Regions from separate parts of the Mus musculus genome. Here region 2 is linked to region 1. The links are chromatin contacts, called in public Hi-C maps. All regions are on one chromosome and are shown on one strand. Each heading gives the region's core, a stretch centred on a gene start, on an enhancer-like site or on the middle of the called end of the contact. The rest is flanking DNA. Distances are from core to core; before and after follow the strand shown.

Region 1 (4,797 bases), core at 2,134-4,633:
GGGCAGGTGCCCCAGTGGGGTACAGTGGAATGCCTCTATCACTGCAGGCCTGGCTAGCCAGCCGAGTGAGCCTGGCTGCCTTTGCTGGGTCATCCCTGACAGCTGACAGCTCTCCTGGCTGGGGTGCAAAGTCCCTGCTTTCCGGGAGTCTAAATACTGCGAGTGTTAGACTGAATGCTCAGCTGGACAGCCCTGCCCCAGGCTTCTGAAGCCCCAGCTGAGATCACTTCCACCCTAAAAGGCAAACAGCCTCAGGCTTGGGGGTCACACATCAGTAAGGCCAGCATCAGAGGCTGGAACAGGAGGTGGAAAGTTTAGGGCTAGCCTGGGCTACGTTGAGATACCTTGCCTCAACAAGAGCAACATAGTAAAAACAGTGAGATACAACCCTGCTACCTCCCTGCATGGCGCTTCACCTTCATACCAAGCTGAATCTCAGATGTGGGGAGGAGATCCCAGAGGCTCACTGAATAATGGGAAACACCCGTGGGTCCAGCTTCTCCGGATAGTCTTAAGGAAGGGGACATGAGGAGACCCTTGAGTAAGACTCGGTTATCTTTACCGGCTGTGTGGCCCTGAGCAAACCATCTTAATCCTTTGGGCTTTGGTCTGAGAGGTTAATTCCATTTGCCTCTCAAAAGTGTGTGTTTGTTGCTGTTTTGTTTGGCTGTGTGTCTAGCCAGTTACATGTGGAAGCCAAAGAAGAAAATCGTGAGAGTTTCTCTATTAAATTATTTCATTACATTTATTCACTTATTTGGGGGAGGATGTCACAGCATGTGGAGATCAAAGGACAGCTGGGAAGACCCAGTGAGTTCCTACATGTGGGTTCTAGGAATCAAACTCAGGTCTCAAGCTTGGTTACAAGCATCGTCACCCCAGAGCCATGTTGCTGACCCTGTCAGCTGTGCTCAGTGTTTGACTCTGCTGGTGATGAGCTCCTGAATCTGCCAGTCTCTGCCCCACCACCTCACCATTGTTGGCACGTGTGTGGCCATACCTGGCTTTTTCATGGATGCTGGGGATTTGAACTCAGATCCTCTTGCTTCCATAACAATGATTTTACTCATCGAATTGTCATCCCAACACTCAAAATGACTTTGAGAAACTACTGACAGATGAAAACAGGCTTGGGCCAGCAGGACATGGAGATTACCTGCAGCAAGGGCCAAAGGCCTGGAAGGGTCATAGTACAGAGAGGCCTTAATTGTGTGCTAGCTGCCCTAAGAAATGAATAATGGCAACTGCCATGCTTTCTATGGGAGGAGAATAGGGCTCATGCTGGGGGCCCAGGCTAGCATAGGTCGGAGGGTGGTCTTGATAAATGAGCCATAGATTATACTCACCAATTGAGTCCCCAACCCCACCCCCACCCCCAGCTTCCTTCCTCTGGGTTCATAGAATCCCATAGCCCTATTCCTCCACCAGGGAGGCCAGAGAAGAGTACTGAAAGGGAACGAGGAACAAAAGGGGTGGGGCTGGGGGGGAATACACTGAGCTAAGCTTCCTGGATGCCTAGGGCTACTACTGGTCCATGTCTTCCCTATTCCATCTTCCTACACCCATTGGTGAGATGTTGGGAGCATGACAGGTCTGAGAGGTTGGAGATGGCAGCTGGACCCAGCTGGGCCTCTGGCAGTGTGTGACCATCCCTCCCCCTTCTCAGGATTCCAGCCTGTCAACTGTAAGATGGAGTGGGATTCAGGTCCACTTAAGGCCTTTCAGCCTTGACGTCAGCCTGTGCTCCCATGATGCTCTCTGCCTTGTGCAGTCAGTCACCTAGAAACCAGTGGTTACTAGGATGCCACGTCAGCAGCTGGTAGTCCACAGCTATGCAAAGCCTTCTGCAGCTGTAACCTGGACCAGACAGAGGCTTTCCCTGTCCTTGCCCCTCCCTTTGAGTGTAGAGGACATCTTTCAGTGGCTTTATCACACTGGGTCTGCACACGTCCCCTCCCTGTTCCCTTGTTCTGAAGTTGGATCCAGGCAAGCAGTTGAATCCCAGAAGCCAGAGCTGTAATGTGTTAACTCCAAGGACCTGGGAGCTCAGATGGGCATGCCTGGGCTGTGAGGAGCCAGAAGCTTCAGCTAGTTATGAGATAAGATAACACCACACCCTAAGACTTTTCTAGACTGCTCTCTCTCTTCCCTCTGAACTCACCCATCTCTCCTTCATTCTATGGACAGCACAAGGCCAGTGTGCTTTCCTGCAGCCTCCTCAGGACAGGATTCAACCCCCAACCCAAGCAGTTCCCACACTAAAGGCACAGGGCTAGTGCCCCCGTCCACCCCCACCCCATCTCCACACCACACCCCCTAATCAATCTCTCTCTCTCTCTCTCTCTCTCTCTCTCTCTCTCGGACATACAAGATCTTAGAAGGAAGACCCTGAGGATTTTAGAAACTCAAAGCTAGAGCCTACCCAGTTTTGTGCCCACGCATGCAAGTGTGCAGGGGTGCATGGTGTGCATGGTGTGTGTGAAGTTGGGGACCACAGTCTCTTTCTTTGGGTTCATGCTTTCTGCATTCTCACCCTAGGGAAGAGGAGAGGCCTACAGAGCCCACCCAGCACAGGCCTGACCAAGAAGATAAGCATGCCGGGGCATCTGCCCTCAGGCTCGCCATTTCTATTCCAGTTCAGGGTACCACAGCTAGACTAGGAGAGATGAAGCTCCAGAAGACTTCCTGGCCTGGGTTGGCTTCTCTAGCTACAGTGTCTGCTCCATGCATGGCAGGCCAGTGAACTGTGAATAGGGAAAGCAACTGCAGGGTTCCATAGCCTTCCAGCCATCCTCTCCAGCTACGCCCTGCTGATGGAGAAACTGAGGCCCAGAAAGGGATGCGCCCCCAAATAAAAATTCTTCCTGTCACAGATCTCTGCCTCCAGCGCCCTGGGATGAGTGAAGAAACCATCGGCCCACCCTCTTCCCCGGCAATTTTTTTTCAGGATTGTGGCCACCAGCGACCCCAAGATGACAGTGGAAGAAAATGTATAAACTCGGGAAAGACTGCCCTCCTGGGTTAGTACTGCCCTCTGAAGCACGCGGGTCTGTGTTGGAAGAGCGCAGAGACCGAGGGTTACAAGTGAGGCTCTCGGTGCCTCTGGGGAAGCAGTGGCTCTCCCAGTCGCGCAGTGGACACCTGGGTGCCATGGACTCTTCTTGAGCTCCGGAGGTTCACTCACCTTAGACTTCTCTTGTCCCCGGCCCGGCGGAACAAACCCGGCCAGGAGCAGGGACAGAAGGCAGGATGCCCGGAGGATCCGGGCCATGGCGGGCTGGGGCGCGTCTTGGGGTGGCCACCGTCCGTCTGAGGTGTCCGAAGCGCTCAGCCACATTTCAAGCCATCCACTGTGGCCAATCCGCAGCCAGGCGGGGGCTTCCTAGCCAATGGCAACGCGGTTAAGATTTAAAGGGCAAGACATACCCGCCCCTTTTTCCTCCTCTCCCCAGACCGGGGCGACGGTGACACAAGCCTAGGAGGAAGAGAAGGGGGCCCGGCTGCCTGGGAAGAACAGGAGATGGGCGCGGCCAAGGTTCTAGACAACACCCAGGACACAGCTTTTTTCCCCAAGCTCTGAAAACCTAGGGCCCCGAGGACTTAACATAGAACCCGTTAGTGCAAATAATAAGCACTGTGTGAGCCAGGTGTAGAGACTCACGCCTGTAATCGCAGAATCCAAAAAGCTGAAACAGGAGGATTGCGTAGGTTCAGTGCAATCTGCAGCCTTAGCTACAGACTGAGACCCTGCGCCAACTGGGAATGTAGCTTAGTGGTACAGCACTTGACCAGCTCGCATGAGGCCATAGGTTTATTCAATCCCCAGCATCAGCAAGCTAGAGGGATCTGTGAACGTGATTTTAAATTCAGCCTTCTCGGTTAGGTTGTGGGTGACAGCTCAGGAGAGTAGGAACCAGAAAATACACCACCACCACCTTTTTTTTAAATTAGCACATAAAAATTATGTGTCTATCTCTGTGGTCTTAAACTCATTATTTCCCTTCTCTGAGCCTCAGTTTCCTCTACTATAATGATGGGATTGGTTAATGAGCTCTAAGGTCTCCCAGGCTCTGACTATGTGATTTGCTTCTAAGCAGTAGGCCTAGTCCAGGAGTCTCTTGAGTGTACACAACAGGTGTTTAAATATTTGTTGAATCAATCATTAAATCATCAGATTTGTTTGTGCTTTCATATAAGGTCAGGCCAGGCATCTCTAGATTGAGAGCTTCCAGGCTTAATCCGGTCTGCAATAGAGGTTTGGTGCATCCTGCCTTGCTACCACAGTGGGCTGGAGAGCTGTTAGGACAGTCTTGGGCTGCACATCAGAACCACTGTGTTGAGCCTCTGCCTTCAGACTCATTGCAGAAGGGATTCGAAGGCCCCTGACCCCAGTCTTGGTTGTGTGAGTCCTAGATTAGGTGGCCTTCTGAAAAGTTCCTGACTCAGAGATGCCTCGAAGTACCATGCTTTTACTATGATTCAGGGAGTTAATGTGACCCGTGGAATTTGAAATTTTCTGCACTCATAAGGCCTGGCTCTATGGTGGGGCTGGTGAGATGGCTCAGCAGGTAAAAGCCCTCACAAGGCTGTGTAATAAAAGGGCTTGCAACTGATGACTTGAGTTTAATCTCCAGAACCAAGGGTGCAAGGAAGGAACGAACTGGTTTCTGAGAGTTGACTTCTAACCTCCAGCACAACAATAATAAATAAATGGATAAACTCATTGTGTTGAAGTAGAAAGAACCTGGAGACCAGGAAGCCCTTATACCATGGAGGCATGTGACTAGCTGACACAGT
Region 2 (4,829 bases), core at 2,203-4,702, 81 kb before region 1:
CATTCGCACATATATTCTATCTAGGATTTTGGTTTATGCGGGAGAATATAATGGTTGCAGGATACTGGGGAAAGGCTAAGTCACACAGAAACTAGCCGAATTTATCCCCAGACACTGGGTCAGAGCAACTTTGGCTCACAAAAGTCCTGGCCACAGTGTTCACTGTTCTTATTAAAGATAATGCTTGCAGTCTCTACCTCTGCTGTGTGCCTGTAACTGCCCCCTGCCCCCCGCCCAGGCCTCAGCTGTCCTGCCTTTCTGTCTGTGACCTGGGGAGCTAAAGTGGCAGAGTCCTGCTGACTCTTTACAGAGAATCCTTGTCTGCCCGACCCCTTTCCTGGCAGGTCGGTAGCCAGTGGAGGGACGGTTTTCCTTCTTCCAACTGTCAGACAAACCAGGGCCTGCGGGCTACCCTCAGTTACTGAGTATGAAGAGTATCACTACCCCTCTGGAAAAACCACATTTTAAAATTAATTATTTTCAGGCCTATCTTCCACTCTGAATTCTAGCCCAGAGATTATAAAAGGTGATATCCCTCCCAGTTCTTCATTGTGACCCTGGGGTCTCTTGGGACTTCTGCCAATCTGAGCCAACCAATCACTCTGAGCTCTGACTCTTGCCTCCCGTCTCTCCCTCCTCTGTCCCCTCCCCGCTCTCAGGTGGCTGCTGAGATCTTGGTGAGTGTTCTGTCCTTCACGGGGAGGTAACAGCTTCTAAGTCAAGTCTTGCTGTGCCTGGGCTGGGCTGAGTGGGACAGGATGGGGCAGTGATTGGGGGCTTCCCCACAGCTTCTCTCTCTCCCCTTCAGGGCCTTTTAAGGACTGTGTTGGTTAAGGGCGGGCAGGTGTGGCAGTGCATGATCATAATCCAGCACTTGACAAGCAGAGGCAGGAGGTTCAGGAGTTCAAGGCCATCCTCGGCTTCATATCGAGTTTGAGGCCAGCCTGAACTACATGAGAGAGACTCTGTCTCAGAAGGGGCAGGCAGGGGCAAATAAATATTTCCTAAGCTTTAGCTGGTCATCTCTACCCTGATTTATGCTGTATCATTACCAGCTATGGTCGTTGCCTTTAAATCGAAATCATTTTAATTTTATTTTTAAGCCCAAAGTGAGCTTTTTAGAGAGAATTTAAGTAAGGTCATAGCTGGCTAGGAGATCCTTTGGAACCCTTAATGTGCTAGAGTAAACCGGGTGTGCCCTTGGGACTGGAGAAAACCGGCTAGGACATTTTTGCTTGTTCACACACATGTCCATACTCCCCAGAGAGATTCTCTGGTGACTGGATAGGATTACCAAGTCCCTCTACCCAGCTCCAGTCCCACCCCGGGGTCCTGAGGACTTCAAAGGGAAATGGGATGACCACTGTACTCAGGCCGAGGGGAGAAGGGGCCAACCTCAATGCCCTTGGGTGATTGATCCCACCGCAACCTGAGCCTTAGCAGAGACAGTAGGTGCTAACTGTGGCTTTCCCGTGGCTTTCCCTAAACCCTTGCCCCAACCGGGCTCTGCAGGAAATAGCAGACACCCCCAGCGGAGACAAAACTTCCTTGGAGACACGCTTCATGACCGTCCTGTGCACCCGTAGCTATCCCCACCTGCGCAGAGGTGAGTCTGTTGAACCCTCTACCCCTTCCAGTGTGGCAGTGGGAGCCCCAAATATGACCCGAGCCTTACAACCTTCTGTGCAGAGCAGACCAGCCAAGTGCCTAATTCCTTCTCTTCACTCCAGTAGTGGAGGGTTGGGGGACTCCAGAGCTCTGGCCTCTCCTCAGCCAGCTCCCTTCCCTTCCTTAGCAAGGCAGATGGCACACCTAGGATAAGGAATCGCTAGCTAGCTTCACCTCATCAGCATGCAGGGTTAAGGATTCTGAGGTGTGCTGCCATGATCCATCAGGACAAAGCAGAGAGGGGTGAGGTGGTGTAGGCCAGCCCATCACAGAGGTGTACAGTGCCAGTCCTGAAGTCCCTTCCCACTGAGACTTTGTAGCCTCACATGTACCTGCTCGGTCCTTTTCAACACGTGGCTGCTTTGTGCTTAACCCTGGATTGCCTCGATTCCAGTCCCCTACCTATCAGCTGTGTGGCTAAGCAGGTGACTGACTTTCTGCCTTGATCCCCTTATCTAAGGATTGGGGTTTTAGTTGTACCTCACATGGTTGCTAGGATACAAAACTCACAATAAACATAAAGTACTCGGTCTGTGCAGGGCATAAGGGGCTACTGGGTGTCACTTTGATTATTATATAGTAAGTTCCATCCAATCCTGTCAGGGAATAAGAGGGAACCCAGAGAGCAAGGCCCCCCTGGTGGTCTGGGCATTTCCTTTTACACATCAGCCTGGGGTAATAGAGCTTGCCAAGGGCTAGAGCTACTGGCCAGACTTAAAGGCACTGGTGTGGCCTACTCGGCTCCAAGTCTTATAGTAGCCCTAAGGCCAGAATCTGCCTGTCACCTGAGCCCTACCCAGTGCCCAGCATGTACTGTGGCTGGTTCACGGGGTAGGTCAGGTGACCCTCCCCAGTGGAGTTCATCTCTCCCTCAATTCTCTTGACCAGTCTTCCAGGAGTTCATCAAGAAGACCAACTATGACATAGAGCATGTCATCAAGAAGGAGATGTCTGGGGATGTCAAGGACGCATTTGTGGCCATCGGTAATTACCGGGCACCCGGGGGAGGGACTGGGGCACTGCTGGGAATGTGGGCAGTTTCCCTAAAGGAATGTGGCTTTAGCATCATCTTCTGCTGCTGATACTGGGAGCTAAATACTACCTCAGATCACCTCCCCCGCCAAGGCATGATTGTGGGGGGACAACCTGAGGACATCTTCAAGGCTATGGAGGCAGGTTGAACATCCCAGGGTTAGGACCAGGACATAGAGAAGGGCAATGCTGCACAGGACTGGAGTATGTTTGTGTACATATATACCACACATGAGACATACTGTATATGCACACATGTGACTCATAGGACACGTATACATAGCATGCAAGATGCGTTCATTCACAGGGTACACCCTGCATGTATACACTAGACATGCCTTAGGCATATTCTCTCATACCACAGCCTGCCACTGAGCTATCTCCTTAGCCCAGAGACCTCGTCTCTGAGCTTCTTGCTTTTTAATTTTTTTGTTACATTGTATTATTTATGTTGTATGTGTACACATAAATACATGTGTACAGGTATGCACACACCATATCATGTGTGTGGAAGTCAGAAAACTTTAGAGAGTTGGTTCTCTCTACTCTGTGGATCTTGGGAATTGAACTTAGGTTCTTAGGTCAATGACCTTAGCCTGCTAAGCTACCTCGTGGCCTGGAGGTCTCGAGTTTGAGAAGGTCTCTTTCCCTTTTGGATCTCATTTCTCCCTGTGTAGATATGGATACATACAAGCATATTGTTGCATCGTGTCGATACCTGATCTTACCAGCAGGTGGCGATAGAAGGCTTTCAGATTCTCTATCAACTGCAAAATGCATCTTGAATCTCAGGAATTCTAAAAAAAACGTGGAGGAACAGTGTTTTAGATTAGATAAATGGAGGGGTTGCTTACAATAGCTCTTCACCACCTACAGTGAGGCATTGTGATTGGAAGCAGAGGAGCTGAGCAGGAACTGTCACTTGAATGCTAAATGCCCTGGGCAGAACACAGAACCTGTGTCAGCTTCTGCATATCGGTAGTGGGACATGAACACTGGCTTTTCTACTCAGTCCTCAAGTGGCACAGAAGTTGTTACATACTCACACACACCACACCCCGCTCAGAATGTCTCTAGAATCTGAATCTCTACAGTAGAATCTGGTTTTTTGTTTGTGTGTGTGTGTGTGTGTGTGTGTGTGAGAGAGAGAGAGAGAGAGAGAGAGAGAGAGAGAGAGAGAGCTATAGGCAGTTGTAAGCAGCCCAAAGCAAGTGCTGGGAATCCAACTTGGGTCCTCTGGAAGAGCAATAAGTGCTCTTACCCACTGAGCTATCTCTCTAGACCCTAAAGTTCAGTCTTTAACCATCTTCTCCTGCGCTCTGAATGCCCTCAAAATTGACAGCCCTGTATCCAGCATCCCTTAGGACTTAAACCCCAGTTAAATATTCTGCTGACCTCAGTCAGCCACAAGCTCCTTTACCGCGGGAGAGATTCAGCTCTCAGACAGAAAGAGAGGTGGACAGAGGGAGGAGAAAAGGAAGGAGCTTTGTGGAGGGGGTCGTAAAGTGGCACTGCCAAGACAGACGGTTAGCAGTGACCCGCAGCCACCCAGTAGGCTGGTAGCAGTAAGTATGTTGGAAGGTTGGTGGCTGTAGTACAGAAAGCCCTGCCCAGGGTCTGAGCACACAGCCTCTGACCAGATGCCCTGCCTCTCTCTCTTCTCCCCTACAGTTCAGAGTGTCAAGAACAAGCCTCTCTTCTTTGCTGATAAACTGTACAAGTCCATGAAGGTACGGCGCCTGACCTGCTTCTCAGCACTGCCTTTCCCAAACCTACAGGCACAGATGTGCACCCTCCCCCAGACGAGACATCCGACTGCTCTTTACCCCACCTTGTTTATCAGCATCCTGCTTCTGGACCAAACGTAGTCTTCTTTCTCAGTCAAGGGTGTTTTAATGCCCACTCCCCCACCCCATCCCCAGGATATCTATCATGATTGATTTCTAGTTGCCAAAACTTAAGAGAATATTGCTGTTGGTACCCAAGATGCTGTGTACAGGTAGAAAGTGACAGAGCTGGAGGGAGAGGAGAGAGGGCCCTAGTGCTCACATATTCCAGATCCTGTGTTAGTATTTTGGGACTTGTATAACAAGTTCCCACAAACTGAATGACATAAACGTAATCTCTCA

The links. Hi-C and Micro-C count contacts between places; a contact is called where the count stands out from the background.
Region 2: a contact with region 1 is called in a Hi-C map of bone marrow-derived macrophages, with 38 read pairs. The contact joins the enhancer-like site here to the promoter of Gpx3 in region 1. A contact is called at or near these places in 13 of 39 promoter capture datasets (embryonic stem cells, frontonasal cranial neural crest, hematopoietic stem and progenitor cells and 6 more), 1 of 15 datasets of contacts at CTCF or cohesin (embryonic stem cells), 6 of 484 Hi-C or Micro-C datasets (the CH12 cell line, bone marrow-derived macrophages and embryonic stem cells), 7 of 115 datasets of contacts at active chromatin or transcription factors (the 230-238 cell line, the HPC-7 cell line, double positive thymocytes and 2 more) and 4 of 9 other capture datasets (adipose tissue, liver, macrophages and 1 more).

What each region holds. Positions count from the first base shown.
Region 1 is chr11:54,901,440-54,906,236 of GRCm38.p6, reverse strand. Gpx3 (glutathione peroxidase 3) reads right to left here and starts at 3,383. Exons shown (of 5, transcript NM_008161.4): 1 at 3,185-3,383. The coding sequence starts at 3,271.
Region 2 is chr11:54,982,899-54,987,727 of GRCm38.p6, reverse strand. It overlaps Anxa6 (annexin A6), which reads left to right. Exons shown (of 26, transcript NM_013472.5): 21 at 660-677; 22 at 1,513-1,606; 23 at 2,557-2,652; 24 at 4,372-4,430. Among named protein-coding and RNA genes, the nearest start is that of Tnip1, 22 kb to the right of the region's middle. Within about 2 kb of position 3,452, at least 14 of the 459 cell types and tissues checked have an H3K27ac peak or open chromatin away from gene starts, as enhancers often do. A contact at or near this core is called in bone marrow-derived macrophages, where this site is marked.